Regions from separate parts of the Mus musculus genome. Here region 1 is linked to region 2. Evidence: chromatin contacts called from public promoter capture Hi-C data. All regions are on one chromosome and are shown on one strand. The core of a region is the stretch at or near the end of the contact, and the rest is flanking DNA. Distances in the headings are between cores, read along the strand shown. Region 1 holds the start of Cenph (centromere protein H). Region 2 holds the start of Marveld2 (MARVEL (membrane-associating) domain containing 2).

Evidence for each region. Capture Hi-C pulls out chosen DNA fragments and counts their contacts.
Region 1: a promoter capture Hi-C map of adipose tissue shows a contact between it and region 2. The contact joins the promoter of Cenph here to the promoter of Marveld2 in region 2. A contact is called at or near these places in 7 of 39 promoter capture datasets (3T3-L1-derived adipocytes, embryonic stem cells, hematopoietic stem and progenitor cells and 3 more) and 3 of 9 other capture datasets (adipose tissue, embryonic stem cells and liver).

What each region holds. Positions count from the first base shown.
Region 1 is chr13:100,771,627-100,779,356 of GRCm38.p6, reverse strand. Cenph (centromere protein H) reads left to right here and starts at 3,458. Exons shown (of 9, transcript NM_021886.2): 1 at 3,458-3,670; 2 at 6,576-6,631; 3 at 7,654-7,702. The coding sequence starts at 3,555. It overlaps Ccnb1 (cyclin B1), which reads left to right. Exons shown (of 9, transcript NM_172301.3): 9 at 1-618.
Region 2 is chr13:100,613,845-100,620,825 of GRCm38.p6, reverse strand. It overlaps Marveld2 (MARVEL (membrane-associating) domain containing 2), which reads left to right and starts at 3,855. Exons shown (of 7, transcript NM_001038602.4): 1 at 3,855-3,900. Rad17 (RAD17 checkpoint clamp loader component) reads left to right here. Exons shown (of 17, transcript NM_001044371.2): 16 at 1,675-1,732; 17 at 2,894-3,662. The coding sequence ends at 3,182.

The DNA of each region.
Region 1 (7,730 bases), core at 2,209-4,708, 160 kb before region 2:
CAGCTAGTCCTTTGTTCCATTTTCCAGTGGTTGCCACCTTTAACCACTGTCTCTTGGTTTGTCAACTTTCAGATCTGAAACCAAGTATCTTTTTTTATGTAATTATTTATTTGTTCTTAATTGGAAAATAGGATGTTCAAAATTAAAGGTGTGTTTTAAAAAGAATTTGCCCCCAAGTCTCACTATCAACAGATAAGGGTGTATTCTTGTATATCCTGTATAGATATAATCATGCATATACTCCCAAGGAGATATTTTTATATGGGTTCATTTTATCAACAGTATTCCTATCAGCATTCCTTTCAATGCCTATATTGCATTTCCTAGTGTGAACAAACTGTGTGTAACATAGTCATTCCCTCGGTGGGATTCAAGTGCATTCTCTCAGTGCCCTCCACAGTGTTCTTAAATGATGTTTAATGTCTTGCTTGGCTTCATTCATAGTAGCTCTTCCAGGGGTGTGCTTTGAATTCTGACAGCCAGATGGGTGTGGCTGCCACCATACCAAGGCGCCACTCCTGTCTTGTAATGCCACCTGGAAAAGAATCCTGTCTCATTTGCTGTTTTAATTTATACATCTGATATCAAGTTGAATAAAATTTATTGGTGGAAAGCTTTCACAATTCTCATTTGCCCTTTTGACTGTTTATGTTGTCTTTGCAATATGGAGACTTTATGTTGCTAATAAACATAGTTTTCGATTTTCAGCCAAGGTCGGCCAACTCCCAAGTGTGCACACCTTGTAATCCAGCCCAGGTTTTTAAGTGTACATATCTGATCTAAATGGTGTTATTCCCCTGTAATAATAGGACTTTTTTTTTCTTTTCTTTTTTTCTCTCTCTTTTTTAATATATTTTTCAAAAAAGGATGTCCAATCCCCTGGAACTGGAGTTACAGTTATAAACTGACATTTGCCTACTGGGAATTGAACCCAGGTTTTCTGGAAGAACAGCCAGTGCTCTTAACCACTGGGCCAATTGTCCAGCCCATGATAGGAATTTTTAAAACTGAGTTCTAAGAGTTTCTGTGGCTACATACGGCTTAACGAGTGCATCTGCGTGTATCTTGTTACTTGGAAACTTTTTTTTTTTTTGGTTTTTCGAGACAGGGTTTCTCTGTAGCCCTGGCTGTCCTGGAGCTCACTCTGTAGACCAGGCTGGCCTCAAACTCAGAAGTCCACCTGCCTCTGCCTCCTGAGTGCTGGGATTAAAGGCGTGCGCCACCACGCCCAGCACTTAGAAACCTCTTGTTGGGCCTTCACTGTATAATCCTGAGGGTCCTTACCCTCGTGCTGGGGTTTTCACTTTAAAAATCAACTACTTTTTTGATTTTTGATAATTTCCCTTTATCTTTCTTCAACCCACCCTCACCTGGAATTCTGAAGTTCATGGCCTTTGGCTTTTATTGTTGTGCATATGTTCATAAACATATAACCTGCTCAGTAGTGGTCCTTGTATGTATATAACTTCAGCACTGCCCACTGTAGTTGTCCTGATTGGGCCCCATGACTTTCCCCTTCTGTGTTAGCATCACCCTTGCTGAAGGTTGATTTAGGCTTGTTTAGTGTTGAAACTTCATGGGTGTAGCTTCCCTGACATTGAGGAGACAGAATTTCAAGCAGTCTTTCTAGTCCCCTGGCGCCTAATATCTGTGCCTCCTCTCCAGTGTTCTTCAGTGCAGGCGTTGTTGATAACATGAGCTGGGCTGGGGCAGGGCTTGTTCTGCATTTGATTGTGGTTTTCTGTGGACATAAAGATAAACATTCCGAATTGGGTGCTTGTGTGAGCTGCCTCTCCAGGTGGCCTGGACCTCAATCCTTCTTCTCCCTCCTAAATGCTGGAATGTTTTACTCTTCCTGCCTCTGCTTTGCTTCTGTGATACGGAGATGGTGCTAGGGATTCTAATTCAGGCCTCTCACGTGATTTTGTAACAACTTGACATATACTTAACAGCTGGTGAGGTGGCTCAGCAGATAATGCTGACTGCTCTTCCTGAAAGTCCTGAGTTCGAATCTCAGCACCCACATGGTGGCTCACAACCACCTGTAATGAGGTCTGACACCTTCTGGTTCGACTGAAGATCTGGTTCAACTGAAGACAGCTACAGTGTACTTATTTATAATAGTAAATCTTTGGGGCTGGAGCAAGCAGGGACTGAGTGAGGGGTGGGGGCTGACTGGAGTGAGCAGAGGTCCTAAACTGATTTCCCAACAACCAGATGAAGGCTCACAACTATCTGTACAGCTACGGTGTACTCATATACATAAATAAATGAATCTTTAAAAAGACAAATGGCAGCTGTAGTACTTTGATAACAGGACTGTGTTAACAATAAGCATGGTATGATCAACTTGGACAAAAGCTATGAAGGACCACAGCCCTCCCCTTCAAAGAGCTGCTGTTTTGTTTGTTCTGCAAGGACTTATCCCTCAAGTGACCACGCAAGGCTCATGTACAGCATTTTCGCCTCTCAACGTCAAGGCTCAAGTGTCAAGTCAGCGACACTGGGGGCACCCAATTCTCAACGTGATTTCTAATCCCAACCCTCTGACAGGATCTTGACATGTTCTCTGTCTCATACTCACTGTGTATCCTAGGCTGGCCTCGAACTCATCACATTTTTGCCCAACCTCCTGCTCTAGGATTGCAGATACCCTTTCCAGTTTCTGATAGAATTTTCACTGATAGTCGGATGGAGTACCCGTGCCAGGAACTGAAAGGGCGTGTTAGTGGCATGGTAAAGTCTGGAGAGCATGTGCCAGCACTGCCTCCTGGTTGAGGCATTCATTTCTCCACTAAACTAAAGGTATGGCCCTCAGGAGTTATAATAGGGACCCCAGATCTGTTCTCGGAACAGCAAGAAAGCCTTTCAATATAATATTGCAGGTTCACAGTACTTGGAGGATTGATAGTCCAAGATCGGCTTTGGCTGCATGAGACCCTTTCTCAAAGTGAGAGTAGAAGCTAGAGAGATGATTCAGCGGTTAAGAGCACTGGCTCTTTGGAGGACCCAGGCTCGATTCCTAACCCCCACATCAAGTGGCTTACAACTGCGTGTAACTCCAGTTCTGGAGGGAATTTGATGCAGGGCAAACCCATTCTCCAAACCCTGACCTGGAGTGTAATAATAGGGGCAATAATAGCGCCAGCCAGGACGACTGTTGACATCTGTTTAAGCACTAAGTTTTACCCCTCCGGGCCACGCTAAAGATACAGTTTAAGTTATATCCTAAGTTTTCTCAAGACACTAGGCATGCTAGGTAAGAGTTCTACCACTGAGCCCCGTCTCCATCTATCCCTACCCACAGGCTTCGATGGCCTGTGTTGGTGAAAGTCTTAGCTAGAGGAATAGAATCAATTGTGGAAAGAAGCCTCAGAAAAGGAACGCAGCACGGTAACCACGGCAACCCGCTGCAAGGGGAGAAGCAGAAGGAGGGACTCAGGGCGGAAGGGGCGGGACCCTTCCGGAAGGGTAGGAACTTCCGGAAACCAATTTCGTGGCGGGAAGAACTGCTGGGTTATTTTCTGTGGCGTTCAAACCTGCGGGCCTTTGCAATGGAGGAGCAGCCGCGGGAGAGGTCTGAGGCCGGGGCTGAGGCCTGCGAAGAGAAGCGGGGTCTGTCGCAGGCCGCGGAGGAGCGTATCGAGGACCGTATCAGCCTGCTGCTCAGGTGCTCCCGGCGGGCATCCGCCCCCACTCGGGAGGCTCAGGGTTCCTATTCAGGTTCCCTGGCTGATTTAGGGCTCCGAAGCTTGCGGCACCATCAGTTTCACCGCTTTAGGCCTGTCAGTGGGGAAGAGAGCCGCAAAAGATGCCCTCCGCGCAGAGAGGCTAGTGGGCTGGGGTGGGACATTCTGCAGGAGGACGTGGCGCTGTGCCCGTCTTGAGCCAGGCTTGCGACCCGGCCTCCGGTGCTGTCTTGCCACTGTGGTCCGGGCTGGCTGAGCAGTACCTACCGCCAAGTTACAGGACACAGTCCACCTTGAGGACCAAGACCCTTTGCTGACCAGAAGCTTCGGTTGTTTATCGTCCTACCAGGACGATGATGCTCCCCAGTCAGCAGTTTTTAGAGAAAATTTGGCGGCCAGAAACTTTAGTCTAAGGCCTGGACCAAGTTTATCCTACTGCCTATGGTGAACTCTTCAAGCTAAGAAAAGCAGCGTCTGGTGTATGCGTAGCAAGAGCCATACAGCTCAACTACAGCATAGTTTTTCCGTATTTAAATAGAGATAGGAGCCAAACATTTTGTAATGCATGAAATCTAAATGTTAGTGTTCATACAGCTTATTGGGACACAGGTTTCTGGTACAGGGTCAGAGTTACATAGTTAAAACAGGCTATATGACTGCCAAGTCCTAAATTATTTGCTGTGTGGTTCTTTGCAGAAAAAAAAATTTAACAGGTTTTTTGCAGACCTTTAAAATGCATAACAAAGGGTTGGAGAGTTGGCTCAGTGGTTAAAGAACTTGGACTGCTCTTCCAGAGGTCACATGGTGGCTCACAACCATCTGCAGTGGGGTCTGATACCCTCTTCTGGTGTGTCTGAAGAAAGCAATGGTGTACTCATATACATAAAATAAATACATCTAAAAATTTTTTTAAAACTCATAACAGACTTGTTTTGAATTTTTGAGACAGGGTCTTGCTGTGAAACACTGGCAGCCTATAGCTGGGTGGCGGTGGCGCACGCCTTTAATCCCAGCATTTGGGAGGCAGAGGCTCGGATTTCTGAGTTCGAGGCCAGCCTGGTCTACAGAGTGAGTTCCAGGACAACCAGGTCAACACAGAGAAACCCTGCCTCAAAAAAACAAAACAAAACGAAACGAAACAAAAGGAAAGGCAAACACTGGCAGGCTATAACCTTGAACTTGTAGTAATCTTTTGTTTTTGCCTTCAGGTGCTAGAATTATAATCATTAAGGACCATACCTAGTCATATACAGATATGTCTGTTGTAAACACGACAGCTGAAGAACAAACTATTTTTTGAGCTTATCAGTACTCTTAGTTCTACCGTAATCTGTAATAATTTGTCAGTGATAGGGATGGTTTTTGGCAGTAGTAATGATTGAGCCTGGGGCTCAAGCATCTTTTGTTTTTGTTTTTGTTTGTTTGTTTTTCAAGACAGGGTTTCTCTGTGTAGCCCTGGCTGTCCTGGAACTCACTTTGTAAACCAGGCTGGCCTCCAACCTAGAAATTTGCCTGCCTCTGCCTCCCGAGTGCTGGGATTAAAGGCGTGCGCCACCACGTCCAGCAAGGGGCTCAAGCATCTTAGGCAAGCACTCTAAGACTGAGTGCCTTTTTTTTTTTTAAAGATATATATATATGCGCGCATACACACACACACACACACACACACACACTGTAGCTGTCTTCAGACATACCAGAATACCAGAAGAGGGAATCGGATCTAATTACGAATGGTTGTGAGCCACCATGTGGTTGCTGGGAATTGAACTCAGGACCTCTGAAAGAGAAGTCTGTGCTCTTAACTGCTGAGCCATCTCTCCAGCCTGACTGAGGGCTTTTTGACACAGCATCTAACAGCCCCTTTTTACTTTATCTTGAGTTTGAATTTGCTAAGTTGTCAAGACTGGTTTTGAACTTACTATGAAGTACTGGCAGGTCTTCACTGACATTTCTATCTTCCTACCTCAGCCTTCCAATGACCTGCATGGCTAGCCAGAGCCGAGTGTTAAGTTGTTGTTTTCATTTGGAATTGTGTCGTTTAAAGAACTTGATAACCAGAATAGTAGTGGTGCACCTCTTTAATCCCAGCACTTAGGCAGAGGCAGGAGGATTTCTGAGTTCAAGGCCAGCCTGGTCTACAAAGTGAGTTCCCAGGACAGTCAGGGCTACACAGAGAAACCCTGTCTGGATATATTTTTGAAGCTGGATAGGGGAGGTGCATGGCTTTAACCCCAGCACTCAGGAGGCAGGAGTAGAAAGATATATCTATGAGTTTGAGGCCAGCCCTGGTCTACAGAGTGAGTTCTAGATCAGCCAGGGCTACACAGAAAAATCCTATTTCAAATAAAAACAAGTATTTTCATTATTCTTAGGGTGTGTGTGTGTGTGTGTGTGTGTGTGTATAGCTATCTATGTACATGCATGGGTGTGCCCTTGGAGGCCAGAGATGACACATTCTTGCTGGAGCTGGAGTTAGAGGTAATTGTGAATAGCCTAGTTTTGGTACTGGGAACCAAACTCAGGTCCTCTTACAAGAAGAGTACCCACTTAATGGCTGAATCATCTTTCCAGCCCCTCCTGAAAACATTACAGTCTGGAAAGCTGGTAGAGCCTGCCTGGGATATCATCACTTCAGGCTACCAACCTGTAGAAGTGAGCTTTCATGAACCATGTTTTGGTCTGGCTGATGAATGTGCAAGAATTACATTTTTCACTTTTTCTCCAAGGTGCTGTATCCCCACTGTCATCCATTTTATGTCGCCGTCTTGCCAACTATTTTAAATAAAGCGAGGCTACATGAGAAGACTTTGAAGCCATTTCATTTATTGCAGGATGACTATAACCACCGTCCATAAATTCCTATCTGTCTTCTTTTTCCATTTTCAGGCTGAGAGCTCAGACAAAACAGCAGCTCTTAGAATATAAGTCCATGATCGACACAAGTAAGTCACTTCGTTTCCAAACAGCTTCGTGAGTTTGCTGATGAGTGCTATTTGTTTTAAAATTATATTTATTTGTATTTTATGTGCCTGTATTTTGCCTGCTGTATGTTTGTGCTCGTGAAGCCAAAAAGTACACTGGATCCCCTGGAAATGGAATTAGAGAGGTTATGAGCTATCACCTAGGTGCTCTCTGAGCCATCTCCAGCCCCCAAATGAATGGTTGTCTTAGAGTTTTACTTCTGTGAACAGACACCATGGTCAAGGCAAGTCTTATAAAGGACAACATATATTTGGGGCTGGCTTACAGGTTCAGAGGTTCAGTCCATTATCATCAAGGTGGGAACATGGCAGCATCTCGGCAGACATGGTGCTGGAGGAGCTGAGATTCTACATCTTCATCTGAAGGCTGCTAGCAGAAAACTGAATTCCAGGCAGCTAGGATGTGGTTCTTATAGCCTATACCCACAGCAACACACCTACTCTATCAGGGCCACACCTTCTAATAGTGCTACTCCCTGGGCTGAGCATATGTATATGCCTGAGCATATACAAACCATCACCATGGTATTCTTGGAAAAGAACATCAGCTTTACAAAGAAGTGGTTTTTCTCAGGCACGGTGACTCCTGCCTTTAATTCCAGCATTTGAGAAGTGAAGTCCAATCTCCATTAAGTTTGAGGTCAACCTGATTTCCATATTGAGTTTCAAGCTATCAGGAACTACACAGTGAGACCCCTTCAGTTGTTTGTGTGCATTTTGTGTAGTAAAAAAGGTAAACAGGGAGGTGTGCAAGATAATTATGAGGTGTGATAGGGCAGCAACAAGACTGTTCAGTCGGTTCGGATGAGTGCCGGCGAGCCTGATGCCCTGGGTTCAGGGCCTAACGCCCACTGACTCTAGAGGAGAGAACTAGCCTGACAAGTTGTCCTGTGACTGCCACATGAGCTTCGTGGTGTACACACACACACTGAATATTTATTTAATAAAAGTGTTACTGATTAAAAAAAACTTTTTACTTGTAGATGAAGAAAAAACTCCAGAACAGATTATGCAAGAAAAACAGATCGAAGTGTATGTCATATTTTAATCTTTTATTTGT
Region 2 (6,981 bases), core at 2,606-5,105:
AATTACCTTGCCAGCCCACAGACTTTTCCTGAGAGCTCATTTTGATTGATTGATTAATTGAATTCTTTCATGCTTTCTTCCTTTTTTTTTTTTTTTGTCCTTTTGGATTTTGGATACAGGGTCTTTGAACTCACAGATTTTCCTGCATCTGCCTCTCAGGTGTGGGATTAAAGGTGGACAGGAATGCAGACGCCACCAGCTTTTTTTATTTTCCATTTTGATTTTTTTATACTCCCAAGTGGAATTTGTGGGTTATATGTGATTCTTATATTTTTTGGAGACTTGCCTTCCTAATTTAAAATAGTAGTTCTCTTAGCTGTGTAGTGGTCTCTCTTTGTTTACTTCCCTCTAAGGATTAATGATGGTCAGCATTAAGGATAATGATGGTGCTTGCTTATTGGCCATTTGTATATTTTATTTAGAAAAAAATTTCCTTTGTTTTGCAAAAATATGTGTGAACTTTAATGATATTAAATTAAATGAAATAGGGGCTGGAGAGATGGCTCAGCGGTTAAGAGCACTGAGTGCTCTTCTGGAGTTCCTGAGTTCAAATCCCAGCAACCACATGGTGGCTCACAACCATCTGTAATTAGATTGATGCCCTCTTCTGGTGTATCTGAGGACAGCTACATTGTACTTACATATACATTGTACTTACATATACATTGTACTTACATATAATAAGTAAATAAATCTTTAAAAAAAATTAAATGAAATAAGCCCAGATACAAAGAGAAAAATACTACATAATCTCTCTTGTATGAGGAAAAGGAAAGTCAAATTCATAGATAGTAAATTTTGGTTACCAGAGACCAGGTAAAGAAACTGAGGTGTTAGTCAGAGGACAAAACATTAGATGAAGGAGATAAGTCTCATACATCATGGTAGTTACTATTAATATGCATTTGAAAAATCCGAGTTATTTATTTATTTAGTGTATGTGGGTGTACATGCATGTGTGTGTGCCACAACATTCACATGAATATCAAAGGATACTACTAAGGTCAATTCTCTCCTATCTAGTGGATACTACTGAAGTCAATTCTCTCCTATCTAGTGGGTTTTGGAGATTGAACTCAGTTCATCACCTTTCCCCCACTGAGTCATCTTGGTGACCCAAGACTATATTTCAGGTGTTCTTACCAAAAAAATCATGTAGTATAATACATGTTAATAGTTGGTCTAGCTATTCTATAAGGTATACACACATGAAAATGTCATGTACACCATAAATATATAGTTTAAATTTGTCAACTAAAAATACAATTTATTTATTTATTTATTTTATTTTATTAATTTTTTTTTGGTTTTTTGAGATAGGGTTTCTCTGTGTAGCCCTGGCTGTCCTGGAACTCACTTTGTAGATCGGGCTGGCCTCGAACTCAGAAATCCGCCTGCCTCTGCCTCCTAAGTGCTGGAATTAAAGGCATGCACCACCACTGCCCAGCTAAAAATACATTTTTAAATGATGGCATTTAAAACTTTGTTAAGGGCTGGAGAGATGGCTCAGCGGTTAAAAGCACTGACTGCTCTTCTGAAGGTCTTGAGTCCAATTCCCAGCAACCACATGGTGGCTCACAACCATCTGTAATGAGATCTGATGTCCTCTTCTGGGGTTCTGAAGACAGCTACAGTGTACTTACATATAATAAGTAAATCTTAAAATCTTTTCAGCTCAGATTTCTTTTATCCAAGATGTTGGAAGACTTCCTTTGAAGCGAAGCTTTGGAAGGTAAGCTGATGACCTTGTCTACTGAGTATGATTAGCTTACAGTCAGTCAACACTTCAACACTGCTCACGAAGTATGAAACAGCTGGGCACAGATCTTTCTTTCTAACACTCAGAAGGTGTAGGTAGGTGGACTCTATGAGCTCAGGCCAGCCTGTCTTACAGGATAGACACAGCTATGTAGATAGACCCTGACTTAAGAAGTAATCAGTCAGTTAATTAAAAAATAAATTAAAAGGAACTAGGACTGAAGAGATGGTTCACTGGTTGAGTACTGACCAGAGAACCTGAGTTTGGTTCCTAGCACCCTTGCTTAGCAGTTATAACTGCCTTATAACTCAAGCTAGGCTGTCTAACTATAGACATAAAAAACAAAACAAAACCCTAAAGTACCCTTTTCTAGTTTAGAAGTAACAATAAAAAATAAAAATAATACAAAAAAGAATAGATTTGTTTTGAGACAAGGTCTCACTATGTAGTGGAGTCTAGACTCAAACTTCTCTTATCATAGCCTCCCAAGTGTATTATATTATAGGCCATACCACACAGCTGGACGAAGTTCATTGGTTTAGTTCCTTTTTGGAGACAGAGACCCTTTATGCAGTTTTGGCTGCTTAAACTCAGAGGTCCAGTGCCTGCCTTTGCCTCCTGAGTGTGGGATTAAAGGTGTGAGCACCATGCCCAGCTTTAGTTTCTATTTTAAAATTTCATATTTAGTTGGACAGTCAAGTCGACCCATTTGTGTTTCCTGAGATTTCTGTCTTATGCTCATTTTTTTTTCCTGATTTAAAAAATCTTTTTACTGGCTTAGGTGTAGATGAGTTGGAAAGTGTTTGTTTAGCATGCCCAAGGCTCTGGGTTCTATCCTCAGGACTACTAATATTATTTTTTTATTAGGTATTTTCTTCATTTACATTTCCAATGCTATCCCAAAAGCCCCCCCCATACCCTCTCCCCTTATGCTCATTTTTAATGTATACATATAAATATTAGTCTATAGGAACTCTGCTGAAGACAGTAACACTTTTGATAGCAGAAAGGACTTATTCACAGTTGGTCATTTGCCTTGTATTTTTTGTGTGTGAGTGGAAAGACCACTTAGTTCATAATTTCAAGGAGTTTTCTGTTTGGTTCCCACTGATGTCTTCGCTGTGACTCTGACAGGTTGAAAATGGAAGCCCTGACTGACCGAGAGCTGGGGCTGATAGACCCTGACAGTGGGGATGAGTCCCCGCACAGCGGAGGGCAGCCGGCTCAGGAAGCTCCCGGTGAACCCGCGCAGGCTGCTCAGAATGCCGACCCAGAGACCTGGTCCCTTCCGCTGAGTCAGAACAGCGGGAGCGATCTGCCTGCCAGCCAGCCTCAGCCCTTTTCCTCCAAAGTGGACATGGAAGAAGAGGAGGAGGAAGAGGAAGACATAATAATAGAGGACTATGACAGCGAGGAGACATAGAGAACAGCCTGCCAATCAGGTTGCTCCTTGAGAGATAAATTTTAGTCTATTCAGTGGTACTTGAACACGTCTCTGAAGGACAAGCAATTTGTTAATTGCTCAGTTCCTTATCGTATTCGTCACAGCAACTGACGACTGTCATCTTGAAGTAAAGCAGGTCTCAAGTACTCAGTGCTTAGTATTTATTTAGTCTTGTGAATGGTTTGAGGAGAAGTCACGGTGTGAAGTGTATGAATGTTGTACTAAATATCAAAATGTGAAGGAGTAATCCAGAATATACGGACTTTATGGGGTGTTGGAAATTTGATTTATAAAACAGTTTAGGATGCAATTATGAGTATAAATAAACCTTGTGCCTTACTTACAGTTTGCATCTAGCTTTTCGGATACCATTTTTGGTATGTTGTACAGTGGAATATTTTAGATACTTCTGGAAAGTATTTACATAATTTATATCAAAATTAAAAACGTTGGATTTCATCTTGTTCTTCTTATCCTTTAACATTACCTACCGCGCACTGTCTGCCTTGGGTCCAGGCAAGGCAAGTAGAGCAAATGTTCTAAAATGGGAAGGAGCTGGTAGCACCTATGCTATGCCTGCTTCCTGGCCTCAGCTAGGTGGCCAGGCGGGCGGGGCACTGCGGCTCGGCCACGCCCCGGGAGCTCGGTCCCAGTTTCGGTGCCCGCGGCAGAGCGTGCTGTTCCGGCGGCCGCGCAGGTGAGTGGGGCCGCGATGCGGCGACGGGACGCCGAGCCCGCGGGGTGGGCCTTTCGCCCTGGGCACACATCCCCGGAGCCGCCTCCCTCCCGCGGCCAGGCTGAAGCGGGAGCACGCGGGCGCGCCGGGCTCCGGGGGCGGCGTGGGCGGGTTTCGCTGCAGCGACAGGTGCGGCCGGCTGGACCGCCGCCGTCCTTCCGGGCGCCTGGTGGCGCCGCCCTCGCCACTTTCCCGGCTGGCCTGACCGAGACAACGGCCACCTTGGGGCGGAAGCCAGAGTGGATTTTCCAGAGAAGAAAGCGAAGGCGGGACACGCACCGGGTGGGTATAGTCGCGGTGCCGGGAGGCTAGATGGGGGACCCTGGCGGGATTGCTGGGTATCTGTCGGTCCGCTCGCGGCTGCAGCTCCGCTGCTCCCCCACCCCAAACCCCCAAGTATCTGTGGCGGTAGTCCACTTTCTGGAGGCAGCAAAACTTTAGAGGCAACTGAAGGGGCGATTGTGCGTGTGTGAAGGTGACCAGGCTCGATCCCCGTGACGCTCAGTGAACCATTTTTCTGGCCACAGCTGTGGCATTCCTAACTCCCTGGCTCCAAGCAAACAAAAGACCTGCGACCGAGCTAGGTGGAGCCCAGGGGGCTCAAGGACAACCTGTAAGGTTTTATCTGTATATTTAAGATGTGGTCAAATACCGCTGAAGATTCCTTGCTAGGTAGCACAGTTTGCTCTTCTACTAGTCTACACATTTTTGTGTTTTATTTAAATGATAAAGTGATGTAACTCAAACGAGCGGTTTTCCACAGGTGAAGATGAGTTGAATCCGTTACAGTGAGTCATACTTTTAGGAGTTAAATTAACCAGCGGGATGCCGCCGTGCAAACTATATACACCCTAAAGACCTCAAATCTCCTTCCGTTTATTTGTTGTGTTTTTGCTTCTACATTCTTAGGCATGTGTTAGATGTAAACGTTGTCTTTTTTAAAGAGCAAAGAGATAAAGACAAAAGGGCAAAGATAATTGCTGTTGTGCCGGCAGGTTTTATGTCAACTTGACACAAGTTACAGTCCTCTTAGAAGACCGAACCTCAGTTGAGAAAATTGCCCCCACTGAGTTGACCTGTGTGCGGGCAAACCTGTGGTCCATTTACTTGATTGGTGATTTACATCCGAGGGCCCAGGTCTCTATGAATGGTGCTGCCGCTGGTCCTGGATAATAAGAAAACAAACTTAGCAAGCCAAGAGGAGAAACCAGTAAGCAGCACTCCTCCATGGCCTCTGCATTAGCCCCTGCCTCCCGGTTCCTGCCCTGAGTTCTCTCAGTATCGCAGTGTGGCTTGAGTATTGTAAGTGAAAGTAAACCATTTCTCCCTAAGTTATGTGTTAATGGTGTTTTATCACAGCAGTAAAACCCTAAGACAGTTGTCATCTGGAAAGCTTCTGGTTTGCCTTGCACACCTTTCTGGGTGATCGTAGTTAATCCTCCAGACTTGGGGTGTCTAATTAGAGGACCCTGAAATTTCTTCCTGGACTCTTTCCTCTGTGTTCCATCTATTACAATGGTCCAACCTGTAGGGCATGACCCTCTCACAGGGATCCCCTGAGACCATTGGAAAACAGATATTTACATTATAGTTCGTAATGGTAGCAAAATTACAGTTATGAAGTAACAACAAAATAATTTTGTGGTGGTGGTGGGGGGGGTCACCACAACATGAGGAACTGTATTAAAGGATAGAAGCATTAAGAAGGCTGAAACCCACTGATCTGTTGGGTGGTTGTGTCTGGTCTGGTGACAGTCTCTTCTCTCTGGACAGGCTGCATCTCCACTTGGATTCCCTAAGGGACTGCTGAAACTCTTGTGAAATCTCCTATTCTCTGGGGATGGAGAAATGAATTTACCATAAAGCGATCAGATAGAAGTCTAGCATTTTTGTTTGTTTGTTTGTTTTATGTGGGTGTTTTGCCTGCATGTGTGTGCACCATATGTGTGCAGTGCTCATGGAAGCTGAAGAGCCTGTTAGATCATTTGGAACTAGAGTTACAGTTGGTTGCGAGCCTCCATAGGAGGCTGGGAATTGAACCCAGGTCCTCTGGAAGAGCAGCCATTGTCGCTAACCACTGAGTCATCTCTCCAGACCCTCTGGGCCTGCTTCTAAGTAATTCGGTAGAGGACTAGGACAGGGAAGGAATGGTGAACTCTGAAGAGGATTGGTCTTACAGGGGTCGTTACTGAAGCTGACCTGTGGGATGTGGAGGTTCTCGATGCTACCCTTCCCACTTTAGATTACGTTTAAATTCCTCAGTGACCACTTATTTTACATGTCCTGCATCTAGAATGTAAGGCCTTGCTGTCTCCATGGCTCTTCCCATGATCCTTTGGGGCATGTATCAACAGTCTCCTCATGTCAGCCTTCACCTTCTGGGTTGAACTCTGAATACCACATCCAAAGAGATCCTATTAAAACAAGTCAGATCCTGTCACTCCTCAACTCCCAATCCTCTTGATGGCTTCTTACATCCCTTTCATAGCCAGTGGATTTAAGATCTTAAGTGATTCATTTGGCGTTGGACCTACTGTGTGTCTCATTCTGTTGCTTCCTTGCTGAGCTCTCTGATTGGGTATTTCCTTAGCATGTTAGGCGGTGTAGCTGTTCCATTTGCCTAGAGCATCCAGAGGTCCCCTTGGTTTCTACCTTCACCTTTATTTCTATATTTGTTGCTTCCTCCACGAAGACTTCCCTCACCTTGCTGATGCTGTACCCCACTGCCTGCAGGGCCCTCCTTTCTCCTCTTAAAGACTTTGACCCTTGGGGCATTATGCATTTTGCTTCTCCATCACCTGCCACCCACAGTAGGATCTAAATTCCATAAAGGCAGGGAACTTAAGTACAACCTTGGTGTGTCTGATCCATGGAAGGGTCTCAGACAATCTCTGTTGACTAATGGGCCTCCATTTTACAAGTAAAATTATGCCTTAGGATTTCCAAATTCCTCAACACCTTAAAGTAAGAGCACGCATTTAAATTTGTCCTAATTTCAAGTATAGTACCATATGTCTACTTGACTATCCAATAAAAAGGCAT